Linked DNA regions of Sus scrofa: region 2 is linked to region 1. The links are chromatin contacts, called in public HiChIP or PLAC-seq maps. All regions are on one chromosome and are shown on one strand. Each heading gives the region's core, a stretch centred on a gene start, on an enhancer-like site or on the middle of the called end of the contact. The rest is flanking DNA. Distances are from core to core; before and after follow the strand shown. Region 1 overlaps MATN2 (matrilin-2). Region 2 overlaps LAPTM4B (lysosomal-associated transmembrane protein 4B).

The links. HiChIP or PLAC-seq counts read pairs in DNA pulled down with a chosen protein or histone mark.
Region 2: a contact with region 1 is called in an H3K27ac HiChIP or PLAC-seq map of skeletal muscle, with 2.1 times the contacts expected there. The contact joins two enhancer-like sites. A contact is called at or near these places in 1 of 47 Hi-C or Micro-C datasets (fibroblasts) and 1 of 2 datasets of contacts at active chromatin or transcription factors (skeletal muscle).

Annotation. Positions count from the first base shown.
Region 1 is chr4:38,772,321-38,779,354 of Sscrofa11.1, forward strand. MATN2 (matrilin-2) reads right to left here. Exons shown (of 19, transcript XM_021089066.1): 8 at 6,206-6,328; 9 at 2,716-2,838; 10 at 2,349-2,471. Among named protein-coding and RNA genes, the nearest start is that of RPL30, 59 kb to the left of the region's middle. Within about 2 kb of position 2,766, at least 7 of the 83 cell types and tissues checked have an H3K27ac peak or open chromatin away from gene starts, as enhancers often do. A contact at or near this core is called in skeletal muscle, where this site is marked.
Region 2 is chr4:38,993,477-39,000,510 of Sscrofa11.1, forward strand. All of the region lies in intron 1 of LAPTM4B (lysosomal-associated transmembrane protein 4B), which reads right to left. It also overlaps the pseudogene LOC106507424. Among named protein-coding and RNA genes, the nearest start is that of LAPTM4B, 18 kb to the right of the region's middle. Within about 2 kb of position 4,170, at least 32 of the 83 cell types and tissues checked have an H3K27ac peak or open chromatin away from gene starts, as enhancers often do. A contact at or near this core is called in skeletal muscle, where this site is marked.

The sequences.
Region 1 (7,034 bases), core at 1,516-4,015:
CTCATTGAACTTTACGGAGAATCTCCTGTGGGCCAGGCCTGGAACTCAGGCTCCAAATAAGACCCGGTTTCTGACCTCCAGGAGCTTGCAGGCCAGTGGACCATGTGCTCCATGCACACCTAGCCTATGGGGCTTTTCCTGGTGCTGGGATTTCCTTGTCGTGGGCCTATCTGGGGGAACTTTCCAGTGGCTGGAGAGGGGAGAGGCGTCCCAGCTACAGCTCAGAGTAGAGACTCCCCCATCCACCTCCTCACCTTACCCCCTGGTCTGGGGAACAACCCTCCAAGGCAAGGAAAGTGCCTATGAGCAATCACAGCCTGGGGGCCAGGGGAAGAGGAAGGGAGGATGGGCTTCATTCCAGAGGTCAGGGAGCCCAAGATGCCTGCAGGGGATAACAGTGACCACTTCCTTCCAGGGCCCTAGGAACCTGGGCCTGCTCGCCATGATTCAGAGAACCTTCTAGAATGCGAGTTAAGTGTTCTTTGGGCCACCTGCCATCAAGGTTCTCAGGGGGAGGCCAAGGACACCCTTATCTGCTGAACCCTCACTGGCTCCCCACCCATAGCCCAACACGCTTTATGGAAAAGGTGCAGCCATGGCCACAAGCTCTTTGTCATCTGGCACAGAGCTGGGAAACATACATCCTAACCCCAGTTAACTCTGGCCACATGGAAAACACAGCCCATTATCCCAGGACAGGGCAGCCAGAGTGAACCATCCTGAGACAGAAAGTCTTCAATTCAAATCTGATGGGACTAGCTCAGCAGTATGCATCAGACGGCGGGTAAAATGCATCAAGTACATACCACCATTGCCGAGGACAGGACAATTCTAACCCATCATCTCCCATCTCATATAGACACACCACATATAAACATCCACACATCAAGATTCACTTCTAAGGGCATTGTGGAACATTTACTCGTATGAATGATATCGCTGTACCATTAGTTACTGCAGGACTATAAATGAGGAAATGGTCAACCTTTAAAAGCGTCAGTGGACATGGGGAGGGAGAGAGAAGGGCACTTGACTGTAAGGAGACGGGTAGCATTTGTTTGGAGGGGCCATGAGAATTTCTTAGAAGTCCTGTAACCACCTTAACAGTCAGCTCTTGGTTATCATAGCAAGGTGGAGAACAAAAGAAAGGCATGAATAATCTGAGATGATGAGAATTAAAACAAACCAATTAAAAAGCATGCCTCTGACTTTGGCACGCAGTTAAATGTACATGCAATCCGACACACGCAACCTTTTCCTGCAGCCCCAGTGCCCAGCCCAGCCCTGTGCTGGCTGGAGACACAGGCTGGGAGGCAGCTAGGCAGACAGCCGCAAGCCAGCCAAAAACTCAAGACTCCATCCCAAACGGGGGAAACATTTTCTCACAGGCCACAATTAGAGAGGCACAGCTCACCTGCCCAAGTGAAAAAAATGATATAAAAAGATGGGGGGAGGGAAGGATTGGGAGTTGGGATTAGCAGATCCAGGCTAGTCTATACAGGACAGATAAACAACTAGGTCTTACTATAAAGTACAGGGAGTACATTCAATATCCTTCCATAAGCCATAATGGAAAAGAAAATGAAAAAGAGTATCTATGTGTGTATAACTGAGTCACTTCGCTGTGCAGCAGAAATTAACACAACATTGTAAATCAACTACGCCTCAATAGAATTTAAAAAAAAACCTTTTTTTTAAATTAAAAAAAGATGGACATATTAGGTTGTGGCCACAATCGTACCAGTGGTCAGGGAACTCGGCCCTATAACCAAAACCACCAGCAAGATGGGGAAGGTACATTCTTTTTTTTTTTTTTTTTTTTGTCTTCTTGTCTTTTCTAGGGCCGCACCAGGGGCATATGGAGGTTCCCAGGCTCGGGGTCAAATCAAAGCTGTATCTGCTGACCACCACCACAGCCACATCCCAGCCGCATCTTCAACCTACACCACAGCTCATGGCAATGCCAGATCCTTAACCAACTGAGTGAGGCCAGGGATTGAACCTGCATCCTCATTTACTCGTACTGTTATGACTTGTTCACCACTCTGGGGGCTACCCTCTTCTGCCAGATCGGTGGAAGAGAAGACAGAGCCAAAACCAGGCTCTGTCCAGCTCCAAAATGAGGTGAGGCAGAAAGGCAGGGAGAGAGAGGGAAAAGCCATCTCAGGGAGTGGGGAACGAACTCAGGGAAGGGGAGCAGCAGCCACGAGGCGAAATCGCCTGGGAGAGGCCTTTAGGCACATTCACAGCCGCCCAGCGAAACCCCGGGGAGCAAACCCACCGGCAGTCCCCCCGCCCACAATTGCCAGTGCCAAGTGCCGCTCGTCTCCCGACCTCGGAACACTCACTGGCACAGGTCTTGCCATCACTGCGGAGCACATGCCCCTCAGGACACTGGCAGGCGAAGGATCTGTCCGTGTTGACGCAGGAGTATTCGCAACCGTGGTCGCTCAGCAGGCAGTAATCCACCCCTGCAAAACCCAACAGCCAGGTGAGACGCCCCGAGGCTCCAGGGCTACTGAGGTTGGGAATCCAGGGATCATCGTGCTTTTCCCCACCCTGCCCGCACCCCCGCCCCTACCTCCCCCCACCGGGAAGGCACGCAGCCCCTAGCCGCAGAGGGGGTCCTCCTGGCCTCTGCAGTCGTCGCATTTTTCACGCTGGTTGCAAACCTTTCCCCTTTTTCCCTCTAAGGGAAGCACGAAGGGGACTCACGGGAGCAGGTCTTGAGGTCCTCGTTGATGAGGAAGCCTTCCGAGCACTGGCACACGAAGGAGTCCTCGGTGTTCAGACACAGCTGCTCGCAGCCGTGGTCTTGCTCCGCGCAGTGATCCACCCCTGCGGCGATCACACACCAAAACGTACAGTAACCAAGGGGCGACGTCCACTGGCGGCGGATTAAAACACAAAAGCACCTTGCAGGAAACCCCTGCTGAGCTATTTCAATTCATTCGTGTGGAGAAGAGCTGTGTGGAGAGTGTCATTCTACCCTGTGCCCTTAGCTTTGTTTGTTTGGAAAATCAGCCCTGTGTTTGTTTTTCTTCTCACTTCGCTGAAGAAGAATGTTGGTGGGAAGGACAGCAGCCCGCTGCGCCAGGGAGGGGCCCCGTCACCCGCAATTCTAGGACAAGGCTGAGAGCAGGTGCCATCCCCATCTCACGGGGAGGAAAGCCAGGCTCCGGGAGGTCAAGCCGCTGCCTCAAGCTGCTCAGCTGATGGGCGCGGTGCCTCGGAATGAGGGCTCCACATGGAATTTACCCAGGTTGGAATCCCACCTCCAAGCCTTCCCAGCCAGGAGATGCTTGGGTGGTGTGTCTGGCCTCTCTGCCATCCCTTCCTGACTTGAGAAGCGGGGGTGAAGACCTCTTTTTAGAGGAACGTGATGAGAGTAGCTGATTGACTTAAAGCCCTCCAAACGGCTGGCAATACAGTGATCACCCCATGAACTCTTCTTATTAAGTATGTTGCTAGGCAAGAATTAATTGTATAGTTTCGATCTCTCTGAAAGTGAAAAAGTTTTGTTATCCCCCATAACCAGGACACCCAGATTCAAAAAACAAACCAAAGCCCAGGCCTGCGTGTGTGGTCGATCCTGGCACCTGAGCACTGCACAGCTGGCCCCGCTAGGGTAACAGACACACAGCTGTGGTGTGCAGCTCCCACAGGGACAGCCCTGCAGGCTGCCTCCCAGATTTCCTTGATGGAGAAAATGCACAGCCAGAGACTGGAGAGAACTGGAGGCCTTGTGTAGGGCCATCAGGTGGGCCTCTTTGACTCCCACAGGGCATGGGACTGGTGCCTTCCAGAACATTCCATCAGTGGATGTGCCCATGACAAACAACTTCAGAATCTCGGGAGCCAGAGGCCAGTGTTCACATCTCAGTTCCATCATTTACCAGTCATGTGACTTCGGGGAACTAACTTTATCTTTTTGTGCCACAGTTCCCCCCCCTTTTTTTCAATTTTTTTTTTTTTTTCAATTTTTTTTTTTTGCTTTTTTAGGGCCACACCTATATGGAAGTTCTCAGGCTAGGGACTGAATTGGAGCTACAGCTGTCGGCTTATACCACAGCCACAGCAACACAAGATTGAGCTGCATCTGCAACCTACACCCCAGCTCACGGCAACACGAGATTCTTAACCCACTGAGCGAGGCCAGGGATGGAACCCTCATCCTCATGGATGCTAGTCAGGTTCATTACTGCTGAGCCACAATGGAAATGCCTTCCCCATCTTTAAATACAGATAAGAAAGTCCGCCTCTTAAGGCTCTGGTGCAGATAGAGTGAGTGAGTGCCAGGAAAGTGCTCACAGCCATTCCTGCATACAGCAAGCGCCTTGTGAGGGCTTCTTATCCTGATGGCCTGGGGCTCCCTGGGCCCCCATGGGGAACAGGATACTATGGCTTTCTCTGGGGACTTCTGGGAAGAAAGGGCTTACTTTCTTGAAGCTGAATAGATGGTCCTTACTAGATCTGAGAGAGAAAGGATGGCTCAATCTCCTCTGGTCCTCTCTCTGAGCACGTCTAGGCTCCCCCAAGGCATGCTGGGAGGGAAAGGCAGCTTGGGGCCCCTGGGACTCTAGATGGGCTTATCCAGGTCATGCCCAGCCCACCCTGGAACACCTGCCATGGCTGTCTGCTGGCAGACCCCACACTCCTGGAAGAAGGCAAACTGTACCCAGATCCATCTTCCCCAGGGCATCTCTGTATTGGATGAGAGAACTCTTGCTCCTCACTGGCTTCTCAGAAGGACTCCAGGCCATCCAGAGGCAAATGCAGAGTGGTGCCAACTTTCTGGATCAAAAAGTCTTTGCCTTCTGAAAGCAATCCTTAGAAAGTCTAATGGAGGCCCTTTGTTCCCTCTGCAGACTGAAGGGGCACGCGTTTTCCTGAGGACTCCTCTCCACCTCATACTTCATCTGTGAAACTTTCCCTCCCGGCCGTTTAAGGTCCAAATGGTGAACAGCTGCACTGTTCTCATTCACAATCTAACTCTATCCCCAAAGCTGGAGCAGATGTGCGTCTGGCCGGCTGGAAAGCCACACAAAGGGCCCCTTCTGTGCTGGCCATGTCACCGAGCCCCTCTCGCAGCAACCACGGCAGTGTCATGCGCCCCCATCCCTGCTGGCCTGGGCCGGTGGAGACTGTGCCTCATAAAAAGGGATGGAACCATCCAGCTGGCAAAGCATGCAAGTTTCCGTGCATTTACATCACCAAATGGAGCTTTGTTGTGCCTCTTACACAAGAAAATGAAGAAAAGGTTTCATAAAAAGTCCCATGTTTCTCAGCTCCGCCCTCAGATCAGCTCTGTGGTAGCCCAAAGGCTTTCTGTCTTTCTTTCTTTTTTTTTTTCTTTTTTGGCTGCCTATGGTGTTCCTCAGCCAGGGATCAGATCCAAGCCGCAGTTGCGACCTACGCCACAGCTGTCGCAATGCCGGATCAGGTCCTTTTTTTTTTTTTTTTTTTTTTTTTTGCTGTGGTTGTTTGTTTTCTGTGCCCAAACCTGGGAATGAAAGGATCAGATCCTTTAACCCACTCTGCTAGGCTGGGGACTGAACCTTCATCCTGGTGCTGCAGAGACGTCACCGACCATGTGCTTTCTGAGGTCTGTCTTCTCCAGCCTCTTGTCCCACCCTGGAGCCAGCCCTGGTCCCTCTGCCAGGCTCCGTGACAATAATGAGCTATTATCTTTAATTGTATGTTTTCTTTGTGCCTGGCCCAGGGCTAAGAGATTGAACTAGTCCTGTTTATTTCCCTAAACATCTCTAGAAGATTGATGCTGTTATTACCTTCACTTGGTCACACAGATAGGGACATCAAAGCTCCGTGAACTTAACTCGCCAGGGTCCTATATCTAATATGTGGTAAAGTCTGGATTTGGAGTCAGGCTGGGCCAAGTGAATCAATGCTCTCCACAGCAAATAATAATATTCACTAACACTTATTGGGTGCTTATTACATGTTGAGCAGCACTTTTCTAAGTGTTTTATATGTATTGATTCTTTTAATCCTCATAATCCAATCCATGAGGTAGGGAGCAAGAACAGTCCCATTTTATGGGTGATGAAACTGAGGCCAGGAAGGTTAAGCCTATCAGACCCTCAGGCTCATGGGAAACCCAGGAGCTTGGGAAGTGACCAATGGCTAGGGGGCCTGTGTGTGAGCCTGGCCCTCCCATCAGATACCCTGCCCCAGGCACACTCACGGCTGCAGGTCTTGCCATTGGGGTCCAGCGTGTAGCCCCGGCGACAGCGGCAGTAGTGGCCCTCCTCCGTGTTGATGCATTCATGCTCACAGCCCGGTTTGTTCAGCGCACAGTAATTGATCCCTGAGAGGAGAAAGGGCAGACCCTCATTTAGGCTCAGTGCTCCCACTGTGAGGGCTGAGGTCAGCCTCTCACACTAAATATTCAGTAAATAAGATGCTCTATCGGACAGAGGCCACAGCTCCCACTCTCCTTGAGCGTGTCTGAAAGAAAACCTGGCACGGAAATGTCCCTCTGCATCTTCCAGCAGAGGCTTTTACACTTTGATGGCCAGAAAGCTGGAGAAATGGGTGGAAGGCCACTGCTCCCAGCCCATCTCCTTCCTCCCAAGAAAGAGGGAAAAGCTGGGAAAATTCAGTCTCTTCTTCTAGTTACCTTGATCGGTTAGGGCGCAACGCCTGGAGAGAGCTGCTGTCTGCAGTGACATCTGACAATGACACTGGACGGCACAAGGCTGAATAAACAAAAGCTCATCTTGCAAGATCCCCAGCTACTTAAGAGAGGCAGGAAAAGGCAGTTCCATGAAGGACGGTCCAGTGCTCAGCCCTGCTCTGGGGCAGATCATGACAGCATCCTTATCAAGAACCTAGAGAAGGAGTTCCCGTTGTGGCGCAGTGGTTAACGAATCCAACTAGGAACCATGAGGTGGCGGGTTCGGTCCCTGCCCTTGCTCAGTGGGTTAAGGATCTGGCGTTGCCGTGAGCTGTGGTGTAGGTTGCAGACACGGCTCGGATCCTGCGTTGCTGTGGCTCTGGCGTAGGCTGGCGGC
Region 2 (7,034 bases), core at 2,920-5,419, 220 kb after region 1:
AAAAAAAAAAAACACAGCAGCCCTCTCCCTCCTCCACCGCTGCCACCTCCTTCGGCTGCTCCTGGTGCTGCTTACATGCTCCTTCGGTGTGGACCTGGTACCTCTTTTGTGAAGCGGCAGCTGAGGAGACTCCAGCGCTGGCCATGCCCAGTCAAATGCCCAAGAAGTCAAGACTAAGAACAACAATCATGTTAGTTTGAAAGTGGCAGGGCAGGATGGTTCCGTGGTGCAGTTCAAGATTAAGAGGCATACACCACTTACTAAGGCAATGAAAGTCTATTGTGAACGACAGGGCTTGTCAATGAGGCCAGTTAGATTCTGATTTGACAGGCAGCCAATGAGTGAAACAGACACACCTGCACAGTTGGACATGGAGGATGAAGATACAACTGATGTGTTCCAGCAGCAAAGAGGAGGTGTCTATTAAAAGGGTACCTGCTACTTTACTCCAGAATTCTACTTCTCCAGACCCAGAAGATAGTCTCAATTAGAAAACCACAATTTAGAGTTTCCGTCATGGCTCAGTGGTTAATGAACCTGACTAGTATGCATGAGGATTCGGGTTTGATCCCTGGCCCCGCTCAGTGGGTTAAGGATCCCACATTGCTGTGGTGTAGGCTGGCAGCTACAGCTCTGATTCAACCCCTAGCCTGGGAAACTCCATATACTGCAGGTGTGGCCTTAGAAAGACAAAGGACAAAAAAAAAAGAAAGAAAGAAAGAAAACCACAATTTGGTTCCACCACATCCTGGCTACTAGAGTATAGTTTTCTCTATTCTTTCATTTTCCCCTTCCCTGTTCCTTTATTGTACATGAAGTAACATATGAATGTGCATAAGCATATCCCTTTTTTGTTTAACTAAATGGCCAGTGGTATATTTTGATAGACATCAAAGGGAGATAGGATAAGGGAAAAATACTGGTTCTGTGAAAATAGGCTCTTTCTCCATTAGTGGCGTGCTCATTCACTTCTCGTCTCTATATTCCAGGAAGTTATTGTTTGCTCACTGTTTAACAAAAAAAGAACATAAAAATCCTTGCTTGGAGTTCCCGTTGTGGCTCAATGGTTAATGAACCTGACCAGCATCCATAAGGACATGGGTTCGATCCCTGGCCTTGCTTGGTGGGTTAAGGATCTGGCGTTACCATGAGCTGTGGTGTAGGTTGCAGATGCGGCTCGGATCCCATGTTGCTGTGGCTCTGGCGTAGGCTGGCAGCCACAACTCCAATTCGATCCCTAGCCTGGGAACCTCCATATGTCACCAGTGCAGCCCTAAAAGACAAAAGAAAATAAAAAAAATTTTTTTTAATTTTTTAAAAATCCTTGCCTATCTTGTTCAATTGGAGAATTTTAATGTTTTTCATTTATCATTGTAAAACCAAGGATAATTTTATAAATTTTTGTACATAGCTGTTACATGTAGGGCAATCTGTCTTTAAGTAGGGATAAAATACTCTAAAAGAAATGAACCGTAGATAGTTTTCCCTTCAAGCGTCTTATTGTTTAAATAAGCTTCTTTAAAAAAAAACAAAAAACAAAACAAAACAAAACAAAAAAAAAAAAAACAGAATAAGAATTTTGGCAGGGAACTTGAATTACCAAAAAAGAGATAGGAGAGATTTTTTAAACAACAGAAACTCTAGAATGTAAAAATACAGTAGCCAAATCAAGAACTTGCTTGATGGGCTGAACCCAATAAGACAAGAGTTATAAGAAAAACCAATGAGCTGGATAAGACAGAAGAAATATTCAGATAAGCTGCCTTTAATAAAAACAAAAGAAGCCATGGGAGTTCCCTGGTGGCTCAGGAGGTTAAGGTTCCAACATTGCCACTGCTGTGGCATGGGCACGGCCAAAATGAAAAAAAAAAAAGCAGCAGCAGCCAGAAGACAATGTAGTTACATCTTTAAAATGCTAGGAAGGAAAAGAACCACATACAAGTTTATACCAAGCAAAAACAAAACAAAAAACAATCCTTCACGGATGAAAATGAAACAAAGATGTTTTCAGACAAAGGGGAATTTGTCATCAGTAGCTCAGGAATAAAGAAAGCATTAAAGGGTGTTCTTTGAGCAAAAGAAAAATGATACCAGATGAAAGGCTTAAGGTGTACAAAGAAGTTAACAACAAAAATGATAATTATGTTGACAATGGTAACACATAATAACAATAATGACTTAGGAGGGCAAAGTACAAACATAATCAAAACACAATAACAGCATACAGATCACGAGAGGATAACTGGAACTGAACTGATCATAGGTCCTTGCATTGTCCAGGAAGAGAATTAAAGTACTTTTTTTTCCTCTCTCTCTCTAGGTCAATAAGAGTAGCTTTATTCATACACACTTATCTTTGTTTCCAGGCTTATAAACACTTTCTTTTAAGTACCTTTTAATGTGAGATTTTTAAAAGTAGCCTCTGTCTACACGGCCCTGTTCTGATAGGAAAATAAATGTCTGACATTTGCTATTTCAATTCAAACAACCGTGGTAAATACATTCCAGGGAAAATCAGATTTACCCACCTGCCTAAGAAGTTGACTAAATTAGTTCCTCTACTCTCTGCTCAACACTCTGCTTAAAACTCATATAAAGATGAAGAAGGCACAGTGCCCACCGTAGGCCTAGGGGCAAGCACACATCAGCAACCAAGTAAAATGTAGAAAAAATACTGTCACATTCATTAATTCATCTACTGATTGGTTCAAAAATTAACTATTAGGTAACAAATATATGCCAGGCACCATGCTAACATCAATACACACTATTCCAGAGTTCCCGTCGTGGCTCAGTGGTTAACGAATCGACTAGAAACCATGAGGTTGCGGGTTCGATCCCTGCCCTTGCTCAGTGAGTTAAGGATCCGGCGTTGCCGTGAGCTGTGGTGTGGGTTGCAGGTGCAGCTCGGATCCCGCGTTGCTGTGGCTCTGGCGTAGGCCGGTGGCCACAGCTCCGATTAGACCTCTAGCCTGGGAACCTCCATATGCTGTGGGAGCGGCCCTAGAAAAGGCAAAAGACAAAAAAAAAAAAAAAAAAATACACACTATTCCTCTCCAAGGTATTGTCTAGTGGGAAAGACAGTCAAATAAATGAGCTGTTGTTCCATTTAAAGTGAAAAGGAATTCTGCTACACTGGTGGCTGGGGCGAAGGGGCTGGCAGGTGAAAGCCTCCGCAGGAAGAGGATTTTCTTCCTCATACCACAAAGTAGCAGACTTCTGGAACTCTTTAGAGACCAAGATTACAGCTCATCCTTTGAGGTGGATTATAATTAACAGCCAGCGTTTTCAGTTGTAGAAGCTATAAATCCTCTAGGTTATACACTGGGCGAGATAAACATTAAGCAGTAAAATGGAAGTGCTGTCTTTTCTTTGTGCCCCACTTCAACCGGCCAATTTTAAAAATGTATTACGTTAGGAGTTCCCACTGCGGTGCACTGGGTTAAAAATCAGACTGCAGCAGCTCGGGTCACTACAGAGGGGAAGGTCGGACCCCCGGCCCAGGGCAGTGGATTAAAGGATCCGGCGTTGCCACAGCTGCAGCTCGAATTCAATGCCTGGCCCAGGGTGCAGCCATAAAAAAAATTTTTTTTTTAATTTTTTGTAATGTGTTATTGGGAGTCCCCCCACCCCACCCCAAATGCATTCAATGAGGTCCTTCTCATTCACCCTGCAGCTCACAGTGCCACCCTTCCAGCATGTCTTCCCCATGGCTAACAGATTAAATCAAGAAATCACCACCGCCACGCACGGCTGTATATTACTGAAGCGGGTCTGCCTCCGGGGTGGGGTGCGATTGTTATTACACCATTCTACAGATGCGAACTCTTGGACTTCAGGGGGAACCGGCACCAGGTCACAGAGTATTCAGCTGAAAATCAATCACGGGTCCTCTGATTACAAATGCCACACATGCTCTTTCCGGCAACCCAGGTTCTGTCCCAGAAGCCGCCACACCCGGTTCCCAAGTCCTGGCGACTCTGCTGACCAATCCCCTGGCAGCAGGCTTGCAATTCTTTTCAAGGGAGTGTCCTAGACAGCAGCTTGCAATGTGACAGGAGGCTGGCAGCGATATGAAACCCGACTGGCAAGCCCAGCAGAAGCAATCCCAGCTTCCCTGGACAGACTTGGGTCGGGCTGACCTTCAGCCTCAGGCCGAGGCACCACTCCACCCTCAGAATAATGAGAACGATGCCTGGACAGTGGACCGAAGGCCAAGGACGGTCCTCTAGCAGAGGCCAGAAAGAGGGCTGTCCAAAAAGCCACTGGGAGACTTGGGAGTGGGGAGGGCGTGAACGGGGAGAACAACTGTGTTCCCTTTTCTGGCTGAAAGAACACTGGCTCTCTGGATATAAAGAGATAGGCCTCCCCTGGGGCCGAGTTTGGAATGGCCTATGGAGGCCTCAACTTTGTGCCAAAAGGATCAAGTATTAGAGGGCCAGAAAGCTGAATGTGGAAGAGAGAAAACACGAAGTGCAAAACGGCTAAATTAATTTTTCAGTGCAGCCAAATTGGTGTTCTTTGTGTGCCGATATATTCCATTTATTAGGTCTGTTCCTCCTTATTTGTTTTGTTTTTTTTTTTTTGTCTTTTTGCCATTTCTTGGGCCACTCCCGCGGCATATGGAGGTTCCCAGGCTAGGGGTCGAATCGGAGCTGTAGCCACCGGCCTACGCCAGAGCCACAGCAACACGGGATCCGAGCCGCGTCTGCAACCTACACCACAGCTCATGGCAATGCCGGATCGTTAACCCACTGAGCAAGGGCAGGGATGGAACCCGCAACCTCATGGTTCCTAGTCGGATTCGTTAACCACTGCGCCACGACGGGAACTCCTATCCCTCCTTATTTGTAACCATCCTACTGCAATGACTAGGATTACCATTAAAAAAAAAAAAAAAAAAGGCATTCCCATCTTGGCTCAGTGGTTAACAAATCCAACTAGGAACCATGAGGTTGCAGATTCGATCCCTGGCCTTGCTCAGTGGGTTATGGATCCGGCATTGCTGTGAGCTGTGGTGTAGGTTGCAGATGTGGCTCGGATCCAGTGTTGCTGTGGCTACAACTCCGATTCGACCCTCTAGCCTGGGAACCTCCATATGCTGTGAGAGCAGCCCTAGAAAAGGCAAAAAGACAAAAAAAAAAATAATAATAATAATAATAATAACACTTTGAAAGACTGTTTATAAAGTGATTAGATTTCTTACTTCCTCTTTAGCTTCAATACATAAAAGAATACTTTATTCCTACAGCTATTCTCCAAAGACAGAAGAGAAACTAATAAAACAGAATGTCTTTACTGACGAAAGTTAAGAGGCAATAACGGACTTAACCATTAGAATGTAATTTTGTGTTCCACTCAACAGTGTGGCTACACTGAACTTTAGAGTGAAATTTTTTTCCTACAAAGCAGCGACACATAATATAATACGATAAGGTGTGTGATGTAAACATTCATTACTGTGAATCTAGGTATTAGAACTTTCTTGAAAGGTGATGTTAATATCTGACATTTTACTTTTTTTTTTTTTTTTTTTTTTTTTAAGGGCCACACTTGCAGCGTATGGAGGTTCCCAGGCTAAGGGATCAGAGCTACAGCCGCCAGCCTACACCACAGCCATGGCAACGCCAGATCCTTAACCCACTGAGTGAAGCCAGGGATTGAACCTGCAACCTCATGGTTCCTAGCTGGATTCGTTTCCACTGCACCAAGTTGGGAAGTCCTGACATTTTACTTTTAGTTAAAAGGAAAGAGTCTTAGATTTCTTAAAAAGCAAACAGCCTCTGAAGATCATTGTTCTTAAGCTATCCTCGAAGTAAACTAATGAAAAGATTATCCAGTAAATTATCATCCCTAGTGTAAATACATAAATAGCTAAGATCCTACTCCTGTTTACATACCTTAGAACAAATATTATCTGAGAGACTTCCACTTAGTTTCTAAACAGCTAGTAAGGAAAAAACAAAAACTAGGCAAAGAAATATTCTCAGGTAAATAAAAGAATCAAAGAAAGCACCTATTCAAATTTAAACATTTTCGTAAAAGCTCTGTAGTGTTTCTGCTATTAAAGTGTGTTCCTTTGAGTCTATACTTTGAGTCTTTATCACCAAGCCTTCAGTTACTTGTTCTGTTCCATACCTTTCGAAGGAATAAAAATGGTCAAAAGTTTTAACTACAAAGGCAAGATTCTAAGAAAAGGCAATTAGCAAAAAGAAATGTATGAATCCACAAACCGCTGCCACCAAAAGTGTTATCAGCAGACCTTCAGCTTCAGTGTCATCCCAGCAAGTTACTAAGGCAGAACCAAGAGACCAGCTCCAGACCTAATGAATGAGACCAACTCCAGACTTAATGCATGAAAAGCAAAGGTCAACAAGACTGACAACTGACTTCTCAGCAGAAAAGCAGTAATCAAAAGAGAATGGAAGGACAGCTTCAAAGTGTTACACAAGACAATAACTGTGAACCAAGGATTGAGACAACTTTCAAGAATGCAAGCCAGGAGCTCCCGTCGTGGCGCAGTGGTTAACGAATCCGACTAGGAACCATGAGGTTTCGGGTTCCATCCCTGCCCTTGCTCAGTGGGTTAATGATCCCACGTTGCCGAGAGCTGTGGTGTAGGTTGCAGACGTGGCTCGGATCCCGCGTTGCTATGGCTCTGGCATAGGCTGGCAGCTACAGCTCTGATTGGACCCCTAGCCTGGCAACCTCCATATGCCACAGGAGCAGCCCAAGAAATGGCAAAAAGACCAAAAAAAAAAAAAAAAAAAAAAAGAATGCAAGCCAAATAAAGTTATTTTCAGAGAACAACTGTCAGGGAGTTCCTGTTGTGCCGCAGCAGAAACGAATCCGACTAGGAACCGTGAGGTTGCAGCTTCGATCCCTGGCCTTGCTCAGTGGGTTAAGGATCTGGCGTTGCCGTGAGCTGTAGTGTAGGCTGCAGATGCAGCTTGGATCTGGCGTTGCTGTGGCTGTGGTGTAAGCCAACAGCTACAGCTCCAATTAGACCCCTAGCCTGGGAACCTCCATAGGCT